2 separate regions of the Hordeum vulgare genome follow, and region 2 is linked to region 1. The links are chromatin contacts, called in public Hi-C maps. All regions are on one chromosome and are shown on one strand. Each heading gives the region's core, a stretch centred on a gene start, on an enhancer-like site or on the middle of the called end of the contact. The rest is flanking DNA. Distances are from core to core; before and after follow the strand shown. Region 1 holds the start of LOC123410779 (transmembrane protein 258). Region 2 has its middle 57 kb from the start of LOC123409175.

What was found. Hi-C and Micro-C count contacts between places; a contact is called where the count stands out from the background.
Region 2: a contact with region 1 is called in a Hi-C map of seedling, with 3 times the contacts expected there. The contact joins the enhancer-like site here to the promoter of LOC123410779 in region 1. A contact is called at or near these places in 1 of 6 Hi-C or Micro-C datasets (seedling) and 1 of 1 datasets of contacts at active chromatin or transcription factors (embryo).

Annotation. Positions count from the first base shown.
Region 1 is chr7H:506,043,730-506,049,342 of MorexV3_pseudomolecules_assembly, forward strand. It overlaps LOC123410779 (transmembrane protein 258), which reads right to left and starts at 2,705. Exons shown (of 4, transcript XM_045103717.1): 1 at 2,594-2,705; 2 at 2,405-2,505; 3 at 297-375; 4 at 1-206. The coding sequence starts at 2,596. The coding sequence ends at 159.
Region 2 is chr7H:506,226,928-506,232,540 of MorexV3_pseudomolecules_assembly, forward strand. No RefSeq gene overlaps it. Among protein-coding and RNA genes, the nearest start is that of LOC123409175, 57 kb to the right of the region's middle. Within about 2 kb of position 2,789, at least 3 of the 3 cell types and tissues checked have open chromatin away from gene starts, as enhancers often do. A contact at or near this core is called in seedling, where this site is marked.

The DNA of each region.
Region 1 (5,613 bases), core at 1,455-3,954:
AGAGTTTTCACCACACTGGTCTAACTTTGACTTCTCATCCTTTTGAGTAAAACATGTCCATAGTACTACTGCATATTCTCCAGGAACAACACAATCTTAATTCTTTTAGAACTTGGCAGATCCTAGCTACACAAACTAAATGCTTGCACAGCCGATCGTCAGACATAAACACCGCTTGCAAGGAGCACAAACAGAGATCCAAAGCCCTGTGAAACAATTAAAAAGCCAACTTAGATGTGCATCAATCACCCTATACAGAATTGTGAAACAAACCAACAGTCTTTTCAGGGGCATACCAGGAACACAGAAGCAATGGACGCTGTGACCATCTCCTTTGCTAAACTACGGTTCCGCCTGGAAGTCGTGGCTTCATAACTGAAATGGACAAGATTGCTGGTTAAATTTTTGTATGCAAATTACAAGTGCTGAATACTTAGTCAACTTCAATAATTGAATCTTGCACCAACATCTCTGTTCAGTAATCAGTTTCACATTGCCTCCAGATTTCATGTGTATCCTTCCTAATTAGCTATGTCTATGCCTACAAGCACCACAGACAAAATAGATATTGAATCACAGTGCTGAAGCTTGTTCCCATTATGAACTTGTGGTCAATTTGCAGATGATACAAAATACTATACGACTGGTTCAGTTACACTTTAGATATGTTCTGATTAAGAAGTATCATCATGTGATAACTCAAAAACCCAGGACTAGGTGTATTTTCAGATTTTTCGGATTTCAATTCTAGGAATACTTCCCGATAAGGTATTATCTCTGAGGTTGCTTTAGATAAACAGAATGAGGCCATCAAAAGTCCATATGATTCCTAATAAGAGGTTGGATTTTTTCCCATTTGTTTCCAATACCAGTAAGATTTAGCAGCTCATGACATCCAATTCTATGTTTTTCCTATTTCTGTATTTTTATTCCCGAATTCCAAGGGCTGCTTCGATACATAGGATAGAAAAATGGAGGATTGTTATGACCTGCCAACTTGAATCCTATGGAATTGTAAAACAAAGGAATTGGCACAAGTGTGTGTTTGATGGAAGCATAGTAATTTTTCCATGGGCTCAAGACTTATGCAAATTTCCTATGAAATAAACTTGGAAAAGTTCCATAGGAATGATTCGTAAGGATTGCATTCTTACAAATTAAACAACACCTACAGGAAAGATGCCATAGGATCACAATCCTATGAAAATCCTGTGACAATCTCATGAACAAAGGACCACCAAAGAGGCCTAAACTGTAAGTGACCTTGTTTCTTATGTTTTGGTAAGCATAGCAATAATGTGTAATACATACTCATTGGTTAAGAGCCTTAAAGACAACGATGTTGATCACAGTTTATGGAAATAACCATATCATAAACTTGGCTGGGACAAAGACTAACCGGCGTGGATATATTAGTCTAAGCTGCACAATTTATACATAGTAAATAACAGGTCTAACTGAGTTTCTCTTTGTTCCTGAGTTAAACACAATGGTAAACAGTGTTCTTCGATGCGTTTTATTTATATTATTAAATAGAAAATGCAATCAGAAGCTTTGCTACTTTTCACCTGTTTGAGTATGCACTACAAGCTCATTGAATTTAATTGCTTTGATTCACAAGTGTACTATTATTACCTTTTATTTTTTGTGGTAAGTAATAAAAGAAAATGCATCAATGGGCAGCAACAAGAACAAGAATCATTCCATTCCACAGGAAAAGAATTCAAGAGCACTGCTATGCCTATACGTATGATACCTTCTATCCGATTACTGTATGACACGTGTTAACGGCCATCCATGGATTGTAACCGTCTATCACAGCTTTGCACGAAAATTGGACGTGAAGATGTCGTATGCATAGTGATTTCGGTTCCAAAAGTGGCTCATGGGTCTGCCCTCCTGTTCTGTTCTAGCAGCCCAATAATAATCTACTGGATCCAGGAAATCCAAATCAAGTGTTCAATGCAAGCAATTCCTTTATCTGACAAGCAGAAAAATTGGTGCAAGAGTTACTGAACTCAGTCCACACCAAACCTCAAACCTAACTAAGTAAGCTCACCTATCGAAACTGAAGCCACCAAGGCAAGCGCATTTGTTATCTCTGTCACGCAGGATCGAAACGCTATTTGGGCAGTGAAAAGATGCCAAAGACAAAACAACCTAGACTCATCGTGGCTGGGTTTCTCCCCTAGAGGATGCCACCACCTACTACAGGAGCTAATTATTTGACAGCACAAGAAAGTACAACATCAGATCCCTTATCCCAACCCGCGGATGGACCAATTCCGCTCGGTCCCAACTCCCAAACACACGCAGCCGCCAGGCGCACCAGATCGGATCAAGCCATCGATCTGCACGAATCGCGCGAGGAGCTGGGGAGATCGGAATCGGGCGGATGACTTACATGAAGAATGATGCGGTGAGCATGAGGCCGACGGAAACCATGACGATGGCCAGCGTCGGGTACCATTCCACCGGCACGGGGCTGGAGATCGCCTTGGCCGCCTGCGAGGACATCACCGACGGCGCTTAGGTACCTCGCGAAACCCTGGAGAGCCTAGATCACCAGAGGGGCTAGGGTTTATGGGCTTACCATCTCGTCGGATCTGAGCTGAGGCTGCTCGTCGTCGTCTCCTCTCCGCCGCGACGAACTCTTGTGGTCTGGTGGGCAGAGGACAGAGAGTAAGAGAAGGCTGGATTTGTTGAGGCGCAAGGATTTTCTTGGGCCGTCAGTTCCGGTTGCAGAAAATGGGTTACGAGATAAGCGCCGGCTAGGAGAACCAGCGCCCACACGCCTTTCATAATGGGCCGGCCCAGTTTTAAGGCGGAATTTTTTATAAAAAAATAGCAAAAACAGATTGAACATAAAAAGTTCACAAATTTTGAAACAAAAGTTTCACGAATTTGAAGAAAAATCATTATGATCTAAAAATATCACAATTTTTTTAAAAGTTCACAAAATTTGAAAATAAGTTCATGAATTCGAAAAAAGTTTTTAAAAAGTTTGTTGAACTGGAAAAAAAGTTCATAAATTTTTTTATAAAAAATTAAAGAAAGTTCATCCATTTCAAAAAAAAGTTCATTAAATGTCAAAAAAGTTTATAATTTTTTAAAAAAGTTCACCCATTTAAAAAAAAGTTCATCAAATCTCAAAAAAGTTCATAAATATTCAAAAAACTTCATAGAATTTTAATTAAAAATTTAGAAAAATTTGAAAAGGGTTCATTGATTTGGAAAAATATTTGTTCATTTGAAAAAAAAATAAAAAAATGGCAGCATTTTTTAGAAAAAATAAAAAATATATATATAAATGAAAAATTGATAAAAATAGTAAAGAAAATAAATAAAAAGGAAAATAAGATAAACCAAAGAAAAACCTGTCTTGAAGAAACCATAATGAAAAAAATCATCTAGGAAGCTTCTAGAACCTTCACAAAACCGGAACCCCCCCTTCGCTCGGCCGGCCCATGACCGAACGTTGCACGCGCCGTTTAAGAAAAATACACTTTAACCGGTGCCTGCAGCGCCAAATAGGATTTGCCTATGAGATACACTGGGCCCGGAGTCGAAGAATTTGTGGATCGAATTTGAAAACCCGCTTGCGACTGCTTAGTCTGAATCCTTATTGAGCGCCAATGGGTGTGTTTGGTAGATGTTCTAACTTATTCCTTTTGTTCCTAAATATAAATCTTTTTAGATATTTCATTAGGGGACTAAATACTAACATACTTAATACATATAACTGTAGTTGTTTGGTAGCAATGTATGTACTAATACATGCTGAGTTGAGACTATTTTTGATAGGCTGCATCAAAGGAGACCGTGTTGTCGTGAGTATGTTTTTTTTACGAACGATCGTGAGACTATGTTTGATAGCCTCTATCTGAGGTAGGCTGCATGAACAAAAAATTTGGTGCCAAGAGAATACTGAAACAACATTTGGATACTTCACTAAACAATTCAAGCAATAAAATGTTACCATGCCAATATAATTTTAACAATGATAATGTGAAGAAAATAAATAACATAACACATAATAACATAATTTGTAGTTGGTTGTGCATCACTAGATTCGTATTACATAAGAAATAATAACCATAATTTGTAGTAGTGCATCACTACATTCATATTACATAGTTGCATTCGAAATACACTTTATAATAGGCATTACAAAAGGGATAGTCTCAACAAGCACCAAATAAAAAATTCAGGATTGGCTTTCAAGATACGTTTGAATGATGTTTGACGGACTTCAATATCTATCTTCACAAAGTTAAGGTCTTTTGCCTTATGTTTCGTGAGATAATCTAAGACAACCAAGTGCTCATGTTGATCAAACACAATAATGTCCATGACAGCCTTCTACAAGTGAGGGTGTGTTTCAGCATGGCAAGTGTTGTTAATAGCACTTGCAATGTCACGCATAGCATCAATCATGTTGCTACACTCGATTGAGTCCTCCTCAGTCAAACCAGATGCCCTTTTCTCTTTTTATTTTAGGTAGGTGAAGGGTCATAAGTGGTACTAGTTGTAGGAAGTACAAAGTTAGACCCACGAAGATGTTGCAATACCTCATCGGTTGTTCCTAGCCCCTCCATGGCATTGGGTTTATCTGTGTCTTCCACAACAATAGGCGTTCCAAGTGGCAACTGGTGGCCATTGCATAATTCCTAGTGGCTTTCTTATTAGCAAAGCAATGTTCCATATAGTTGCAGTTCTTAAGTGGGGAATTGAGCAATTTAGCATCCACTGGATCCTGCAACACTATTTGAAGCATCATCATATCACCAGCAGTAACTCATTCCAACATCAGTTCAACAAATGTAATTTACTACAACATCATTTCAACTATAAAACATCATCATTTTCAGCAAAACAAACTAATTTAAACTCCATTTTAGCAATAAGATAACTCATCTGAGCATGCAAAAAATGGTTGCTTCATGTACATTCATACTTGACTGTGGCGCAAATAGTGTTCTTCTTCTAGCAATACCATCTTCTTGTCATCATGGCAAAGTGCCCCACTTAATCCCTTCAAATAAAATATCATTGTCCACCTATTCCGTCAAATGGTTGCTAGCCCTCTATTCACCCACATCTGATTTGCAAATTCATCTCTCTTATGAGCCCAGGAAGTATTCTCATGGACAATATCATTGTGTTCTTCATCATTGGGTTCCGGATCCCATGTTTAGAGCATCTCCAACAACCTTTGTATATTTGCACTCACTTGTTATTTTACAAATCTTGGCCAAAAAACCTTCTTCAACAACCTTTTTATAAGTGGTCCCCCACCAATTTTTTTACAAAGTTTGCTATATTTACACACACACTTTGCATATTTGCCAAGCCAAAGGCCACTTTATACCACAAACATAAGTTGGATAACAAGGAACCCAAGGGACAACACAAAACATGAACAAGTTTGTGTTGGAGGGAAAGTAATATGGTTTGCCGATGATAACACCATCATCGAGAGGCAAGGATAGTATTTCTCAACATGCATTCGATTGATACCCTGCAAGAGCTCAGAGTGCTGATGATTATCACGACACATCTGTCGAGAAGCTTCACGGAGATGTAATCGTTCAACGACGACATCAGGCAAGG
Region 2 (5,613 bases), core at 1,539-4,038, 180 kb after region 1:
ATTCAAATCAAGATTACATCAAAGTATGAAAGTCCCATGTCGCTGCAAGCATGCACCATGACACTTGGGGCTAATGCAAACTGCTCTTTCAAATCATCACATCATTAATAGACCCGACTATTTCAAGGAGATAAGCTGGCCCTGGCGGGCTACGGGTCGCTCTTTATTCAAGTATGGATTCAAGGAAAAACCGGATCATCATTCTTATAATGACCCGAACCATGGGGGCTACACATTGCCACTCAAGTTTACATAGTCAGATCTACAAAGTCCCTGCTCATTATTACATAATGATCCGTCCCTTGGGGGCTACATCATATGATGTTTTATTTTCAAAGGAGAGGAACGTGGAAGTCCCGAGTCGCCGCAAGACAACCCGGCACTTGGGGGCTACAACACTCAGTTGTTTTACATATCATAAGGTACAAACTGAAGACCCGGCCCTTCACACACCGATGAGCCGGCCCTTGGGAGCTACATGGTCAAAGATATTATTGAAAATCTCCAAGTCATCACGAACTGATAAACTTGGAGCTTGGGGGCTACAGGTAATATGGATACATCAAAAAATTGAAGAGCACATTTCATTTCATCATGAAGCTGAAGCATTGAGAGACTGACTTAACATATTTTTTATCTAGTTGAAGCATTGAAAGAACGACTCAACGTCACATGGATTTCTTTTAATTTGATCAAGTCAATTGGAGTTCAGTTGTTTGACGGAGCATTACCAACAATCATGACCCGCCATTATCAATTATGACCCGCCGAAGCAAGAGAAGCCGGTTCAAACATTGTGTGGATTTCTTATGCCCCTAATTTACATCAAGCCAAAGCATTGTAGGCCAATTCAATGGCATATGTATTACAAAGGATGTGTACCTGCAAGATGATTGTAAAGACGGTTCATATAAAGAAGAAACCCGGATTTTCAAAGGGGCCACTTCATTGAATTAAGCCAGCCAGTGGAACAGGCTGGTCCCTGAACATATCTATTATTCTGATTTTAGGAGCTTATCTTGAATAAATTCAAGCTAACCTGGGGGCTAATGTCGGGGATAGACCCCGCGGTGTAATCTGGCTGAAAGTATGACCCGGCTGGGACTTTGTGACTCATCGAAGACTCAACAGTGACCCGATGGGCGACTCATATTTGACCCCGTAGGCGACTCAGACAAACGGAGAAGGCCCAAGGCCCGGCGTACACCTTGGAATAAGGCGACTCATAGAGAGTCCAGGAGGATCGGGTCACACAAAAGGCCCAAGAAGAGGAAAGACTCCCCCGAGGAGGAAACAAGACCCGGATTAGGATTCAAGAGAGACTAGTCCTATTCCTACTCCTAGTAAGACTCTACATGTAAACCTACTCCTTCCACTTATATAAGGAGGAGTAAGGCGCCCCAAGAGGGACAAGTTAAGTTAAGTTAGACTGAGCCATGACAAGTTCAAGTCATTAGAGATAGACATATTAGACACCCTCGAGATTAGAGGTACCGATTCCGCACCCTTGTAATCGAGATCATCATCTTCATCAATGAAACACAAGCAGGACATAGGCTTTTACCTCCATCGGAGGGGCCGAACCTGGGTAAACTTGCGTCTCTCGATTCCAACCAACCCCTCTCAAGACGCCACATGGTTGCGATGGCCTCACACCTAAGTTCTCTCACGAGGACATATGCCATGACAACCACGCCAATAGCCAAACAGTGGTTTGCTAGATTGTAGAAAGGTTACAGGTTGTCATGGCAATGTTGGGAGGCTTATTTAACACGTGGTAGGCAGCGAGACATAACGAAAGAAACGATACAACTAGCATGCCATTGATAGTAATGGTACCTAGGGAAATGATCATCTTGCCTAAGATCCTGCTTGGAAGAAGAACGAATCCATGAAGCAGAGTCGAGCGGATCCTCACACTCTGAAACGGTTTGGAACACTATCAAGAATAAGCAAACCGGAAACAGAATAAACACACAATATTCACCACGACACATGCATGATATGATGCACAACCTAATATGATGCACGTTCATTTCAATTATACAAGGCATGGCATGGCAATCCACAACAATCAACCGCTACACGTTAAGTGAAGCTCAATATGCAACGAGTTGCATATTGACGGAACTCCACATTTAATTATTTAGTTCACTCTCTTTTTTTAACACGACAATATTAAATGTTGTTAAACATTGCAAGAGGTGAAGCGCAAATAAGCTACCTATCTAGAGATTTTAAATTTGGCCGGAAATGACATATAACATCTCCAAAACGACCCACATGCTAACTTTAAAATATGTCCAGATTTATCCTAAACATATTTTATGCTTGTTAAACAGCAAAACAAAGTGGTTCGCGTGAAACTGCGCGTCATTCTAGTCGGTTTACATATATAACTCACCTCCCATGGAGTTATGGATCACTAGGTACGAATTAAACCGCTTTTAACACGTTGTCACAGAAACCAGTGCAAACAGCACTTTAAATATATTTAAATATGAATGAGAGTTGGAAACAATTAATCTACGTAAAATTCTGCACATTCTACATATACAACTTGCTGCGATCCGACGCACGGATTAAAAGTTACGGGTGTTATAAAAAAATGCATGTTTTTCTGAAATTATTAAAACCTGGAATAATAGACAAATCGCATGACACAGAAAAATACTAGTGGGCCAAATCTGGCTCTGGCCCAACAGATCAGTGGGCAATAGGGCGCTCACGCTCGGCTGGGCCTTGTGGAGGCTCGGGCCGGCTGGAGCTGCTGGGCCTCGGGCAGAGGCACAATGGGCCAACGCGGGTGGGCACTGGTGGGCCAAGGGCGAAGCCGGCCCACTTGGTGCGAGTCAACGGGGCTCAGCCGTCCGATCTCGATCGGATCGGGCGAGGCGGTCGCGATCAGCGAGGCAGGGTGAGCGCAACGGCCACCACGCCGGCGGCTAGAGCGAGGCGCGACCTAATCCAGCCACGGGGAGGCGGCGGAGGCACGGGACCGGCCCGACAGCGGAGATGCGGCGGAGCTTGGGGCGGCTGTGTCGAGCTCCGAGCTCGGGCAACCATGAAGGCGGCCACCGATGTGGACGGGGCGCGGCGGCGAGGCTGGTTGGCGGCGGGACTGCTGGAGGGGAGCCGCGCGACAGGGTGGTGGTCGGCAGGCGGGCTCCGGTGAGGCGCCGACCATGGCGACGCGGAGGGGCGGCACATGCATGCGGGAGCGAGGCAAGGGCGGCTCGGGAGGAGACGTAGCCGGCGGGTGCTCGGGCACAGGAGGAGCGGCGGCGCGACCCGGGCCCGGGGAGGGCCGGATCTGGGATCGGATGGGCCTGGCAGCGGGGAAGGAGTGAGAGGTTTACCTGGGGCTATGGAGAGTGGCAGCTAGCGATTCGGGCACGGATCCCGAGGTGAGGATGTTGGGTGTCTACTTATAGAAAAAGGTCTATGGTTTTCAGATTTCGTCCGAATTGGGACCGCGGGATCGCGATCGGACGGCTCCGGCGATGGCTAGGGGCTAAGATAGATTATTGGGTTGTGTAGAGTGGTGGTGGGATAATAAGAGAGAAAAGTTTGCGGCCCGACACAATATTTTTAACACCGAAAAAATGTCCGACGATAAACGGAAGACGGTGCCGCTACGGTCAACCGTTCGGATATCAAACGGACTCCGATTGCGACTAAATTTGGCAGGCGGCCTACCTACATTAAAATAAGACCGCATGCCAAGTTTCAACCCAATCCGAGAATGTTTTATACACACTTTAATATCAATATTTTAATGATATCGCGGGTGCGTGCGTGTGTGGTTGGTCTCGAAACGGTCAATGACGAAAAGGAGAGAACGGACAACTAATTAGGGATACAAGTTCTGAAAAGTGGCGGCAAGAGAGTGCCGATGCAATGCAGATGGTGCGAATGGTGCGATGATGAATGCGGCAAGCAAAATAATCCCAGGGTGGCAAGTGAACAAAAGGGGAATCTTGTGGAGCGTCGGTCTCGGGTTGTTACAACTCTCCTACACTAACAAGAGATCTCGCCCCGAGATCTCAGAATGAAAGAGGGAAGAGGATGAGAAAGAGCAAGAAGTAAAACTTAGTTGCTTCTTCGCAAACGAGTGAAACCAACGATCCTTGAAGGTTGCGAAGGGGTTGAAGAACGATATGAGGAACAAGCAAGAATTCAAACAAAATTTCGGCAACACTTCGGTAGGAAAGGAGGACAATTTTTGATAAGATGGAAAGATCTTTAAAGGATTCACAACGAAACAAATAAAATGATAAGCAAGGAAAGAACATGACCTTGGAAAACTCTGATGATTGAATCAAAAGAGCACAAACTTGAAGAAGTCTTAAAAGAACCACCGGTAAGAATTTGAAATGAAAGATGATAATACAAATGAACTGGGCTACATGAGGATACAAATAGCATGATTCGATTAGAGAAATACTTAATAGGCCACCCGTAAGAATTCACAAATAAATGAGGATACCAAAAAATGAAAGAAGATACATGAGAATGAAAACACCTTGATTCACCTGAGAGAAAACTTGAACAAGGCACCGGAATAATTGAGATACGAAAGAAGAGACACAATTGAGAAGAATTTGAGAATGAAAGATGAAAGGTGAGAACAAAGTAATCTTCTGAAATGATGGCCTTCGGAGGATTGAGAAATGAAAACAACTCCGAAATGCACCGGATAGATATGGAATTTATTACTCATGATCGAAAACAATTGAGAGGACATAACAAAGCTGAGATGACAATCTTCAAAAGAATGGACCACGATTTAAGAGAAACACTTCTTCGTTCCTCAATGCAGAGAATGATGAGAAGGAACACCACCAAAATTACTAAGACACTCCGGAATGATGAAAAAGGAACTGGTTGAGCCAATGTATAAAATTTATTTAGCGATCTTGGAGAAGGGATATGACTGATGAAATCCATACTTACATCACACTTGAAAAGAATTAGAGATCTTCGGAAAAGATTAGAAGAGCCACGTAAGATCCTGGAGAAGAAACTGTGGGTTATGGGCCCACTCAACAAACACCGTTGAAACAATGGTAGGAAAGAGATATTGCACCGGTACAAATGAAAATTTGATGAGGTGAGAACCTCAAAATAATTGAAAGGATTGAAAACAAGAAACTTCTGAGATATCTTCAGCACTCTGGGTAGAACAGAGAGAGATGAAAAAAAAGAAAAACTTGATAAGAATTACCAATCATGGGAAATAATTTAAAGGATGAAAAGGACATGATGAACACTGACATCTTGAATTGAATTCACCGGAAAAGAGAACAATACTGAAAAATGATGAACTCAGAACTCCTGAGAATGTTGACAATGAATCACCGGATACGACATGGAAGAGAAGATAGCAGAAGCAATACTGAAGATTAAGGCACATGGATGATAATTGAATCATTGAAGAAAATGGTGGGATGGCGGGGAAAAACAAAGACAACTTGGGACAAATGAGATGAACTTCGGGAAGAAATGAGAGATTGATCTTGCAAATATTGGAGAGGATAGAATTAACTTGAAGAGAAGCACACTGTTGGAATAGAATTGACATGACGACTCCATTTGAAAGGAATTGATAAG